Regions from separate parts of the Zea mays genome. Here regions 2 and 3 are each linked to region 1. Evidence: chromatin contacts called from public Hi-C data. All regions are on one chromosome and are shown on one strand. The core of a region is the stretch at or near the end of the contact, and the rest is flanking DNA. Distances in the headings are between cores, read along the strand shown. Region 1 overlaps LOC103654420 (probable E3 ubiquitin-protein ligase ARI8). Region 2 holds the start of LOC103654422 (probable RNA methyltransferase At5g51130). Region 3 has its middle 24 kb from the start of LOC103654423.

What was found. Hi-C and Micro-C count contacts between places; a contact is called where the count stands out from the background.
Region 2: a Hi-C map of tassel shows a contact between it and region 1, with 3 times the contacts expected there. The contact joins the promoter of LOC103654422 here to the enhancer-like site in region 1. A contact is called at or near these places in 2 of 25 Hi-C or Micro-C datasets (ear and tassel).
Region 3: a contact with region 1 is called in a Hi-C map of ear, with 2.7 times the contacts expected there. The contact joins two enhancer-like sites. A contact is called at or near these places in 2 of 25 Hi-C or Micro-C datasets (ear and tassel).

The regions. Positions count from the first base shown.
Region 1 is chr4:200,158,705-200,163,378 of Zm-B73-REFERENCE-NAM-5.0, forward strand. It overlaps LOC103654420 (probable E3 ubiquitin-protein ligase ARI8), which reads left to right. Exons shown (of 15, transcript NM_001328366.1): 13 at 1-6; 14 at 100-253; 15 at 524-970. The coding sequence ends at 779. Among protein-coding and RNA genes, the nearest start is that of LOC103654420, 18 kb to the left of the region's middle. Within about 2 kb of position 1,492, at least 6 of the 20 cell types and tissues checked have an H3K27ac peak or open chromatin away from gene starts, as enhancers often do. A contact at or near this core is called in ear and tassel, where this site is marked.
Region 2 is chr4:200,363,671-200,367,896 of Zm-B73-REFERENCE-NAM-5.0, forward strand. LOC103654422 (probable RNA methyltransferase At5g51130) reads left to right here and starts at 1,376. Exons shown (of 8, transcript XM_008681255.3): 1 at 1,376-1,765; 2 at 2,184-2,298; 3 at 2,458-2,505; 4 at 2,616-2,853; 5 at 2,968-3,055; 6 at 3,153-3,218; 7 at 3,569-3,637; 8 at 3,726-4,226. The coding sequence starts at 1,583. The coding sequence ends at 3,815.
Region 3 is chr4:200,396,716-200,401,046 of Zm-B73-REFERENCE-NAM-5.0, forward strand. It overlaps the pseudogene LOC109945909. Among protein-coding and RNA genes, the nearest start is that of LOC103654423, 24 kb to the right of the region's middle. Within about 2 kb of position 2,521, at least 16 of the 20 cell types and tissues checked have an H3K27ac peak or open chromatin away from gene starts, as enhancers often do. A contact at or near this core is called in ear and tassel, where this site is marked.

The sequences.
Region 1 (4,674 bases), core at 242-2,741:
TGCAAGGTTGTTATTTCTATTTCATGTTGACATTATTACACGGGTTTATCATTGCTTGTGGGAACTCTTGGAACATCATTGATTCTAAGTATTTGATAGGTGAGGCTGAGTCTGGTTTGGAACGCCTGCATCAGTGCGCTGAGAAAGACTTGCAAATTTTTTTGCCGTCTGTGAAATCTGACAGCACTGAAACAACGACACCTACAGTGGCTGAATTTGGTGAATTCCGCGTGAAGCTTGCTGGACTTACAAGGTAGTAAATTCACCATGCCGTCCGCCTTTGTGTTGCATATGACTACTACCTCTGATCTCTAAAGCATGATGTTTTGACAAAACAAATAGGCAGAAAACTGTTGATTTAGTATCTGAAACATCATTTAGTATGATACCCTCCATAATTCCAGTTTCGCCCTTTTATTTGATTGTTTTTTGGACCCTACATCATAGAAAGGCGTAGCGTCCAGGCGTCTTCCTTCATTATTACCTTAATTTTTACTAGTGTACTAAGCTTTGTTTACTGCAGCGTGACTCGGAATTACTTTGAGAACCTTGTTCAAGCTTTGGAAGCTGGGTTGGAGGATGTCCGTGCCACAGGCCAGGCTGCTGGTACATCCAGCACTGCCACCAGCTCCAAGAAAGGAGGAACTAAATCCAAGAAGAAGCAGCACACTGCACCATCATCTGACCACACTGATGATGGGTGGCCCTGCGAGCGCTGCACATTTCTTAACCCTCCTACAGTGGATGCATGCAGCGTCTGCGAAAAGAGTAGGTACTAGATGATGGAATAGCTCAAAGGGAGCCAGGGAGGCATCCCAAGAAAACCTCAAAGCTCGTGAGAAGCATGCATGCATCGGATGCTGAGAAGAAGAGCTTCCAGCTGCCGCAATGTTGTACAGAGAGTTATTTTAGGGCCTCGGTTGGAAACGGTGTGGAGGCTCAAGTGGTCACATGTTTGTGGGGGTCATTTGGTTTTCTAGTTCTTTTCTGTTGTTCCTTGTAAATATATTTGTTGTGATGTGGTGACCTGTGTTTATGTGATGAGTTTTTGTTTCTGACAAACTGTGAAATTAAACTTTAACAAAACTGATGAGAGGTAGCTCTGTTTATTCCCTCCTAATTGCGGGCAGGGTCTTTGTCTATTCTTCCACATTATTTATCTACGGTTACTTGCCAAGTAACCATCTGCTAGTGCTGGTCAATGTTACTTCAAAGCCGATCATCGCGTGATCTGTTTTCCCATATAGATAGAATTGTTGAGCATAGTTAGGGTTTCGGGGCTAGTCCCTGTATAATTATTTGTATATCCTCAGCGTAATGAGCTTGGCTATTCAGCCTATATATATGCACAGGGTTAGGGTTTTCCCTTCAACTTGGTACTAGAGCTAGATTTTCTCTTTTTTTTCTTCTCCCTGCCCACCACCAGCCTCTGTCCCTAGTTAGGTCCCTGCCCAGTGGTTGTGCTTCGGTGGCCGCGCTCCTTCCCCTGCAGGTCGTGTCGCACCCTGATGGCCGTGTCCCTCCCCCTGCAGGCTGCCTCGGCGGCTACGCCCCTCATCGGCCGCGCCCCCATCCGGGTCCCGTCCGTCGCCGTCCCCACCTCACTGTCGTGGCCATAGCGACCGATGTCGCTGTTGGCAAGACGCGGCCGCCTTTGCCTTCAACTCCGGCATCGACGCTTGCGCAGACCACCACCTCCCCACGGACGACCATGACACAACTCTCCACTTCTCCACGGTGGTCGTCAGTCTTTAGGCCGTCGTTGGCATCTTCCCCTCTGTGCTGGGTTCTCCCATCGCCGTGGGCACGTCCCTGCAGCACGCGGGTGCGGTCCCCACCCACACCGCCCCTGCTCCCATCGAGCTTGTTGGGGATGGGACCTCTCACATCTCCGGCATTGGGCCCCATCCCGCCATCCTCCTTGCTGCCCTCACTGCGCAGCAACATCAGCAGCACACCTGGTGTCCCCCTCGTTGTTCCTGCAGCAGCCACCCTTCCCAGCGGCGTGACCGCACCCACCGGGGTCTCACCATCCTCCGCCTCTCTAGCTTCGCCTTTGGCGACTCCTTCCATTGTGGCTCCCATCCTAGGTACCGTTCTTGTGCGCGTCCTCCTCCACAACATACACTTGTCTGGGGCACCCTCGCGGATTTTGATCATGCCATGGGCCTTGTCCTTCATGATTGCGTCGAGCTTCACCCACATGCAGGCCACCTCGTGCCTGGACCACTTGTTTTCCCCGAGCTGTGATTGCCTCCTTAGAGATCGAGACATTGGTGTCTTCCTCCCCTACCTAGGCCTTTGTCGGAGCTCCTCCCCTGGCTCTTTCCACGCACCCCGTGGCTTCACTACCCTCTCCCACCGACTGGGTGGTCGACTCCGAAGCCTCCTTCCATACCACTCCCATCACTAGCTCGTTATCCCACTTCCACCCACCACATCCCTCACATCCTCCCTCTATCGTTGTGGGCAACAGTTCCATTCTCCCGGCCACCTCAGTAGGTGTATCAGTTCTTTCGGGGCCATTCCACCTTAACGACATCCTTGTTACTCCCAGTCTCACTCATCCCTCCTCTCGGTTCGTCGCTTCAATAGTGATAACCACTGTTCGATGGAGTTCGATCCCTGGGGGCTAACCATACGCTACCTTCCCTCACTTGTCATGCTCGCTCGCTGTGACAACTCCGACCCTCTCTACTCTCTTCACTTGCCCTCCACTACCTTACCAGCATAGCCTCCCCCATGCTCTTGCTACTACCACCACCTCCGCCGTTTGGCATCATCGTCTCGGGCACCCTGGACCTGACGTGATGTCTCAGCTTTCTAGCTGCTCAGATATCTCCTATCACTAGGGCTCCTCTGAATCCTCTATCATGCCTGTCATCTCATCCGTCACTCTCATCTTCCCTTTTCCACCTCCACGTCCAGGGCTGCTCAGACCTCCGACCTTGTCCATTATGATCTCTAGACCTCCTCCTGTCCTCAGCCTCTCTGGTTACAAATACTATCTGGTCATTCTGGACGACTTCTCTCATTTTTTGGACTTTCCCACTTTGATTGAAGTATGATACGTTTAGCACCCTCACTTCTTCGCCTGGGTCTCCACCTAGTTTCGCCGCCCGTTCCATGCCCTCCAGTGTGATAATGGCCACGAGTTCGACAACAACACATCTTGCTCTTTCTTCCTCACCCACGGCGTCCAGTTGCGTATCTCGTGCCCCTACACCCTTCCCCAGAATGGCCGGGCCAAACGCATCATTCGCACCACCACCAATATGATCACTGCCTCTTATTTCAGGCGTCTCTCCCTGCCAGCTACTGGGCGGAGGCCCTGAACACCAGCACCCATCTCCCCAATCGCCTCCCCTCCCTTCGAAGGAGGTGAGCCATCCCACTCCCCACTTTGCCATGTATGGCACAACCCCCTCCTACGACCACCTTCGCGTGTTCGGCTGTGCCTGCTATCCAACACTTCCGCCACTGCCCCCCATAAGCTAGCACCCTGTTCCACTCGCTGCCTCTTCCTAGGTTACTCTGCTGACCATAAGGGGTACAACTGCCTTGATCTCACCTCCCACCGCATACTCATATCTCGTCACGTTGTTTTTGACGAAGATGTCTTTCCCCTTGTTGGACCCTCTCCACCCTCCGATCTCGACTCTCTCTTTGAGTTTGATCCGATTCCCCCTCACCCCAGGTGCCTCTCCTCGCTCCACGCGTGGTTCCTACGCCTCCGCTCGTGCTTCTGCCTGGGCCACACGTGGCCTCGATGCCTCCACTCACGTCTCTTCTCATGCACGCGCAGCCCCATCGACCCCACCTGCACCATGCATGTCCCCATCGACCCCACCCATGCCCCACGAGGCCACGTCGCCCCCTCCCGTGCCATGTGTGGCCCCGTCGCCAAGAGCTGACCATTTCACCGACCCTGCCCTCGTCTACCATCATCGTGGGCAGGCACTGCCTTGGCCCTATTCACCTGGCCGCGTCGACAAGCGCAACTCGTTTCGTTGACCCCGCCCTCGTCTACTAGTGGCGTGAGCGAGCCACTCCCTTGGATCCCGCCCCGTCGGTCCGCACCGAGCCTCCTGTGTACCACCCTGTCACCATCCACTGCGATCCCAGACACGTCCACCCAATGGTGACTCACCGCGCAGCTAGCGTTCTCCGCCAAATTGATCGTCTGATCCTAGCGGTTGACACGACTACCACTCCTCTGGGCGCCTCCACAGTCCCCTCCTCCGTTCGTGCCGCCCTCGCCAAACCCCATTGGTGTCGTGCCATGGAGGAGGAGTACTGAAAGGGAAATGGCCTCAAACATTTCCTATAATCGATTCTGGTGTTTGACGACCATCACAAACCTTATGGACTAACTAGTTTGCCTAGTTGATCTTTTCTTAGGTGCATAAAGTTCATATACACCTACAAGGAAAATAACCCTTGGGCCAATTCTATAAGTATGGGGCAAGACAGGATTGCACCAGCCTGCGGTGCATTGGACTGTCCGGTGTGCACCGGACAGTGTCCGGTGCCCAGGCTGGAGCGCCCAACAAACTGGCCGCTCTTGGGAAAACATAGAGCTCACCGGCTAAAATTCACTGGACTATCCGGTGAGCCCACGACCAACAATCATCTTCTCCAACGGTCGACTGCTACCGCAGTCTGAAGCGTCAG
Region 2 (4,226 bases), core at 126-2,625, 200 kb after region 1:
ATAAAAATAGGATCGTAATAACAACCTACTATAGCTATCAACCTCTCACATTGACTCGCTATTTACGCTTATAATTGAGCGACATTATGCTCAAAACTTAAGGTTTTTACGCTCCACCCAGAGATGCGTCCACCAATGAACAACATGCCAGATTTTTTACGCAGTGTAACAAATTGCATAAATACCTATATCGTGTAGTATAATTTGTATCAGTTTATATCATAAACCAGTTCTAATGCGTTTAGCTGCATGGCTGTTGGAGGGATCCTATATTTACAGAGGAAATAAACCATTAAATGTGATTTTTGGTTTCTATGCATGCAATTCATTTTCTTTCATTGCATATTCTTTCCATCATAAATTCATGTGCATGCAGTTGGTAACCGTTTTTTACGCAGTATACCGAATTGCATAATTTTCTACACAGTGTAGCATATTTAGTATCAGTATATATCATAAAATGGTCATTACGAGTCTAGCTGCATAACTGTTGCAGCGATCCTAAATTTATAGATGAAATAAAACATTTAAAATAGAAACCGTCACACATATCTTTCCTAAATTTACGCGCATGCAAGGGAACATGTTTAACTCATGCATGCATTTTGCCATAATTTTTGGATCTGTATAACCGCATGCATGCGACTGCCATATTTTCGAATCTGCCATAAAAATAGGATCGTAATAACAACCTACTAGAGCTATCAAACTCTTACATTGGCTCGGTATTTATGCTTATAATTGAGGGATTTTATGCTCAAAACTTAAGGTTATTACGCTCCAACCCGGAGATGCGTCCACCAGTGAGCAACATGCCAGATTTTTTACGCAATGTAACGAATTGCATAAATACCTACACCATGTAGTATAATTTGTATCAGTATATATCATAAACTAGATCTAATGTGTTTAGCTGTATGGCTGTTGGAGAGATCTTATATTTATGAAGGAAATAAAACATTAAATACATTTTTTGTTTCTATGCGTGCAATTCATTTCCTTTCATTGCACATTATTTTCATCATAAATTCGTGTGCATGCAGTTGATAACGGATTTTTACGCAGTATACCGAATTGCATATTTATCTACACAGGGTAGAATATTTAGTAGCAGTATATATCATAAAATGGTCCTTACGAGTCTAGTTGCATGGCTGTTGCAGTGATCCTAAATTTATGGAGAAAATAAAACATTTAAAAATAGAAACCGTTACACATATTTTTCCTAAATTTACGCGCATGCAAGGGAATATGTTTAACTCATGCATACATTCTTTTTTTGCGTGCACAAACGTGGGCAAGAGTGATACAACCGACAGTCTGGCGCAGTCGGTGCGCTGAGTTGAAGTAGGTTACAGGGGTGATCGGCTTATGAAGGACGTGAGTGCATGACGGGTTTGACACAACCCAAACGTGGCCCTTTCTCAACCCGGCGCCGCAAGGGAAAACCCTCGCGCCGCTTCGCTCGTTTCAATTCCAAAAAAAAAGGAAAACCCTTTGCAGTCGGGGAACTCTCGCATTCCACTATTCCAGTCATCGAGAGCGCGGCTGCGGCGGCGAGGGAAACATCCTTTCTCGCATCATGGCCACCTCTACGGAGCCGGAGGGCGCGCCGCCCGCGGCTAAGGGGCCTAAAGGAGAGGCCAACACGAAGGGGAGCAACGAACATAGAGAGGTCGGCGCAGGCAGCGGCGGCGGCTCGCAGAAGCGGAAGAGGAAGGAGGTCTTCATCTACGGCAACTACAGGAACTACTATGGCTACCGGGTGAGCGCGACTGCCTCTATTTCTGCGCCCCCCCTCTGGAACTGATGTTGAGTGTTCACGCGTGATCGCTACCTGTTCGACGATATGCCTCGCAGTAGGTTCAGGTGTACGTGGGGTTTGAGTATTTCGGTTCAATCGGTTGGTCTGGAGTGACCCATGACACGGATATAGCTAAACTTGCATACCTAGCTGCGTGGCTAGGTGATGTTCCGCGGGGAGGAAAGCACTGGTACTAGCCTGTGGCCTGCGTGTTGCTGGCTGGACTAGTGGGCAGGGATGGAGTAGATGGGCTCTTACATGTAGCTCCTTACCTCGGATTCTCCAATATTTATTCCGTATAGCATGCCTAGTGCTGTTAGAGTGGGAGGGGAACTTAACATTTTCCAGCTGATAAATTATAACTTTAACAATTCTACAGATTGATCGCAATGTTGGTGAAGATCCTCGCCTTGAGGCGTTCAAGAAACAGTGGTTTGAAAAGAAGGATTGTCTCGATATTGGATGCAACCAGGGTTTGGTAACGATTGGCTTAGGTAACCTTTTGATTTTCCGGATAAACTCTTGACCTATTAGCTAAATTCTTATATATAGCATGCTCATAGGTGCTATGTAGTTCTTGTATATAAATGTCTCAATCCCAAGATGAGGTCATGAGGTTTCTCACTTTTGTTTTCTTGATTGATCTTGTGCAGCCATGAAATTTAAATGTCAAAGCATTCTTGGCGTTGATATTGATTCAGGTTTTTAATCCAATCCCACCTTAATAAACTCATGTTGTGGTTGATTCTCTTCTCATGCTATGTGGTTGAATATTACTTGAATCGAATTCATATTTATCTTTCCCTGTTAGGTTTAATTGAGACTGCTAAGTGGAATCTGCGAAGGATAATGCGGCAGGATAAGGTGGCTACAAACAACGTCAAAGCTCAGAAATCATCGGATTCTCCTCAGAGCTCTCCAGAAGAATTGGCATCTGAGTTATCGAATGGGAACAAGCACCAAGATCTTTTTAAAATTGTCTCTTTTCGACGTGAAAATTTTGTAGCGAGTATGGATGGATGTTCAGAACAGTATGACACCATACTATGGTAAGTTACAGATTAAGGATAGATATCTCTCAAGAATTGAAGTCTTCTTTGTACTGTTCATTCCCAGAGTGCCACTAGTTTTTTTTTTTATTTTTTTAATATGTTCTAATGTAGTTTGAGTGTGACAAAATGGATCCACCTGAACTGGGGCGACGATGGCCTAGTTACGTTATTTGTGAAGATCTGGAGGCTTCTAAGACCGGTACGGTATCTATGCCTCTCTGTTTGCTGGTCTTTTATAAATTGCACATAGACGGTAAGAGGAAAATTACATATTTTCACTATCTGTAATTTTGCAGGGAGGTGTTTTTATCATGGAGCCTCAACCATGGAGTTCATACAAGAGAAACAGATTAGTTTCAGAGGTTGGTTCTATTTATTCAGATTAATACTAGCTAAAAGCTAACCCTTCTTGATGTTTTCCTTTATGCTGCATTGAAACGTGTAATATTAGTTTTTGTTAGAAGGAAGTTGTTTGTGAAAACTGAAAAGCTTGCTGCACTTCCATTATTTAGGCTAGAGGCAACTCTTGAAAAGCCTTCGTTATTATCTGATGCACTCCTGATCCTAAGGTTAAGTGAACATACCATAAATGATCAAAATCCTCCACAAACTTAATACAAATGCTCAATTCTATCATGTTGTCGACCTTAAAAATTTTCCTGGAGCGTAATGAACTTGCATTTCTTATTCCCTTTCCCCTACCTGTTTTTAGGTCGCCAGAAATAACTTCAACACCATCTGTATATACCCAGGGACATTTCGCGAGATTCTTCTAGACAAGGTATTTTATTTTAGCTACCAACTCAAAAGTTTCATTGTTGACTGCTCCGGCAGAATTTCACCAAGCAATTTGGTGTTTGTCATGCCAGGTTGGATTTAGGTCGGTGGAGTTGCTTGCCGAAAGATTAGTGGGCACCGTCAGTGGTTTCGATCGTCCAATAGAAGTTTACCACAAGTGATGAAACTGGATTAAGGATTGTGGCATGCCTGCCCAATTGCACACTCACCTGACCAAATTATTGTGTTGAGCTTTGAAATGCTCACTGCCTGACTAGGTACAAGTACAACAATGAAGCAAGTATGGTGCTGGACTTGCGTTTGTAAAACAGAATATCAGATGGCGAAGGATCAAGATGGAAGAAGAGGTGGTAGGATGTTGTGTTCTCTAGATGGAAGTGCTGGGAATTTTGTTAATGGGTCTGTTTTTGTATAAAATGGATAATGGATACCGTACCCTGAAAGGGAAAGAGTCCTTCATGAGTATCATTTTGCCTGCTATGGATATCATGATTTCTCTTGCTTATTGTTTGCCACTCCCCATTTTCAAAACTGTAAGTCATTTTGGCTTTTGTAGATACATAATTTTCCAT
Region 3 (4,331 bases), core at 1,271-3,770, 240 kb after region 1:
TTAATGCTAGAGGTCCAATTTAATGTTATGGTGTACTAGTATTTTAGTACCATACCGGAAGTTCAAGGGACAATTCACTCAACTTAAATAGATGAACCGTTGGTGCATCTGTTGAGAAGCTGAGAAAAGGATGAAGAACTGCCACACGCGCGTGCCGTCAGTCAGGCCGTGGTAGATCGGACCTTGGTCTGAATATTCCTTCCTAATGGTTGCGTATTTTACCTAGAGTAATTACTATCCATTACTAACGTACGTTAATGTCCGTTTCCTGTGTTATGGCTAGTAACGGACGAGTTGTAATGGCTGTTAGCTAGTAACAGACGTCACCGATGGCATCAATTTCTGGCTGGTTGTAACGGTAGCTCTGATGGCTACTGTTACTGTCCGTTGGCCTCCCTCTACGCGTGTATATATACAGAGGAGGTGAGACTGCTTCTGGTTACGACAGCATAGTAGGTACTCGCTCTACACCAAACAGTCTCAGACGCATTGCACACAGCCATTCCCATCCCACCTTCTGCAAGCACAGAGAGTGTGGGAGAGCAGGCCTCCGAAATCGCCATCCGCGGAGAGGCACTTTCATGGGTGTGCGAGCGATCAGGTTTTTGGGGAGCGTACTCACGACTGCTCGCTTCGTCCGCTCGACCAGCACTGATCAAGTTCCTCGTCGTCGGCGCCGTTCGAGGGACTGCACTACGTACATCTGCCTGCGTCGAGTGTGTATGACTACATCGAACATACACACGAAATATCTCGTGTGAATGGAGCCACTGATGCCTTGAGATCGGTCTCTCCACAGGGTACAATCTATTCTTTGTATTTGTGCTGACACTGGTGCTAATATTCATGTGTGTACTGATATTTCTTTGTTTTCTTCTTATTAGTGCAAAGGGGCTGGAGCCTTGCTGGTGGGGAACGGATCACATGCGTGTGTTCTTGGTGTTGGTACAGTCATTCTGAAGTTTATTTCGGGAAAGACGGTGCTATTGAAGAATGTGCAACATGTCCCCTCAATCAAAAAGAATCTTGTTAGTGGCTCGTTGCTATGTCGAGATAGCAATAAACCTGTGTTCGAGTCCAATAAATATATACTGTCAAAGTATGGGATATTTGTTGGAAAAGGCTATGACAGCGGAGGCTTATTCCGCTTATCTCTGCATGATGTGTGTAATAAGTCTATGAACAATGTAATTTCGAATGAATCGTATATTTGGCATTCACGACTTTGTCACATCAATTTTGGTTGTGTATCGCGGTTAGCAAATTTAAATTTAATCCCGAAATTTGATTTAGTCAAAGGTTCTAAGTGTCAGGTGTGCGTGCAATCTAAGCAACTTCACAAGCCTCATAAGGCTATGGAGGCGAGGAACTTGGCACCACTAGACTTGATACATTCTGATTTATGTGAGATGAACGGAATATTGACTAAGGGAGGCAAATGATATTTTATTACTTTTATCGATGATTCTACTAGATTTTATTATGTGTATCTACTAAAGTCAAAAGACGAAGCTTTGCATTATTTGAAGACCTACAAAGCTGAAGTGGAAAATCAACTCGAGAGAAAAACTAAACGGTTAAGGTCTGATCGTGGTGGAGAATATTTTTCAGGTGATTTTTCTGATTTTTGTGTGGAACATGGTATTATTCATGAGTGGACACCGCCATACTCACCACAATCCAATGGGGTTGTTGAGAGAAAGAACCGTACTCTAACTGATTTGGTTAACGCCATGTTAGAGACTTCAAAACTATCTACAGAATGGTGGGGTGAGACGATCTTGACGGCATGCCATATCCTGAATAAAGTTCCCACAAAGAACAAAAAAATCACACCATTCGAGGAATGGGAAAAGAGAAAATTAAATATCTCCTATTTGCACACCTGGGGTTGTTTGGCTAAAGTGAATGTGCCAATTAACAAGAAGCGCAAATTAGGACCGAAAACTGTTGACTGTGTTTTCCTTAGGTATGATTTTCACAACATTGTATATAGGTTCTTAATTATAAGATCTGGAGTACCTGATATGTTGGTAGGTACTATTATGGAGTCCACATATGCTCCACTACGATTCCAGACTCCGGTGAGCTCTTTCTTGGACTCCTGCCGCCCAACCCACCTGGTGAAGATATGAATCCCATGAGGCGAGCAACGGTGATCACCCCCACCAACCTGCAGTTGAAGATCCCAACACTGGAACATCGTGATCATGTCTACGGCGGTGACGCGGAATCACAACAACGAGCTCCCTCACGATCAGACTCCGTGGAGATAGCCGAGGGGAGGATGCGAGCTCAGTTTATAGTCGGGAAGCGAGAGCTCCCCCGCAATGGCCAGCGTGCGATGCGTATGGAGGGCGCAACAACCAACGATGGCATCGGTGTTTGGGTTTGTTAGCTGGTGTGGGCACGTGGATTTGTGGAGATTTCTGTTATGAGGGAGACACCCCTGGTTGGCGGGACCCACGATGTAGTGAAGCTATGGCAAGTGCTGGAGCGGCTGCGGCTGATGAGCGGGGTCCACATGGCGACGACTAGGCGAAAGCGGATGCGCACGATACACTGGCTGACACCGCGGGCAGGAGGTGGGCTGGCCAAGGGAGGATTCCACCCATGTTTTGTAAGCTGGTTTTTTCTTTTTTTTCCCTTTCATTTTGTTTTAGTTTTCTATTTCTATGCTCAAATTTGAATTGTTGATCAAACTAAATGCACAAACAAAATATTATGTTTTCTAAAGGTACATTATTACCTATCTAATTTAGGAAAAGTTAATACAAAATCTTTATCAAGAGTGTCTTTCACTCATAAAAGAATATTTATATTTCTTGAAGAGGATGACCTAATCTAATAAATCGAACCACTTTCTACTATTTGTTTCTTGAAGCTTACCAAGTAAATATTTGTTTCTAAAAAGATCACGCTAATCCCTAAATCAGGATTTTGGGTGTTACACTTCGCCATCAAAAGGGCATCGGTTTGAGCTAGTTGCCACAGATTATTTCACCAAGTGGGCGAAAGCCATTGCTTTGAAAAAGATGACACATAGGGAAGTAATTGAGTTTATAACTGAGCACATTATTCATAGATTTGACATTCCCTAGACTTTAACTATAGACCAGGTGACTTCTTTCATGTCAAAAGAGGTACGTGAGTTTGTTGAATCATATAAGATTAAGTTGCTCAATTCGTCTCCATACTATACTCAGGCCAATGGTCAGGCCGAGTCAAGTAATAGGACACTAATTAGCCTTATTAAAAAGGAGATATCTGATCATCCCAGGAATTTGCACAAGGTTTTGTTTGAGGCTTTATGGGCTCATAGAATATCTAAATACTTGGCTACTAAAGTGTCTCCTTTTCAGCTTATTTATGGGCAGGAAGTTGTTTTGCTTGTAGAGGTATGCCTAAATGCTATCAGGTTCACTAAGTAAAATGATCTAACTATCAGTGATTATCATGATTTGATAAAGGACAATATCGATGAGGTGACCGACAAGAAGATGATGGCTCTAAATAAGTTCGAGAAAGACAAGATCATGGTTGCTAAGGCCTACAACAAGGAGGTGCTAAATCATTTCAAGTTGGAGATCTAGTTTGGGAGACAGTCTTGCCACTAAGGAGCAGGGACCAGAAGCTTGGCAAATGGTCACCAAGCTAGTAAGGGTCTTATAGAGTGACACAGGTAATCTTTGGTATGCATACGTGCTGCAGACCTTGCAGGGTGATGAGTTACCTAAGGCACTGAATGGTTGTTTTTTAAACTATATCATCACAGTGTTTGGCAAGATGCTTAGAAAACGAATGTTCTCACATCGAGATGATAACAGCCTGTACCAGGTGCTTTTAGTTTGCTTGGCTTCCCCAAAAGTCAGGGAGGGCATGCATTGAGCACCATGTGCGGCACCTAGGAAGGCCGCATGGTCCGGCCATGGGGCCCGGACTGTCCGCGGGCTAGTCCGGACTGTCCGCGTTTAGATCAGATCGGGCGAGATATATCCCTTCTTCGTGCGTGTTCATCAACTAAATATGTGGAGTTTGTTGGGAGACACCTAGAGCGAGTCCATACCTCCTGAAAGGGAATTAGGCTTACACCTAGTTCCTAAATAATTTTGGTGGTTGAATTGCCCAACACAAATCTTTGGACTAACTAGTTTGCCAAAGTGTATAGATTATACAGGTGTAAAAGGTTCACACTCAGCCAATAAAAAGACCAAGTTTTGGATTCAATAAAGGAGCAAAGGGGCAACCGAAGGCACCCCTGGTCTGGCGCACCGGACTGTCCGGTGTGCCACCGGACAGTGAACAGTACCTGTCCGGTGCACCAGGGGTCT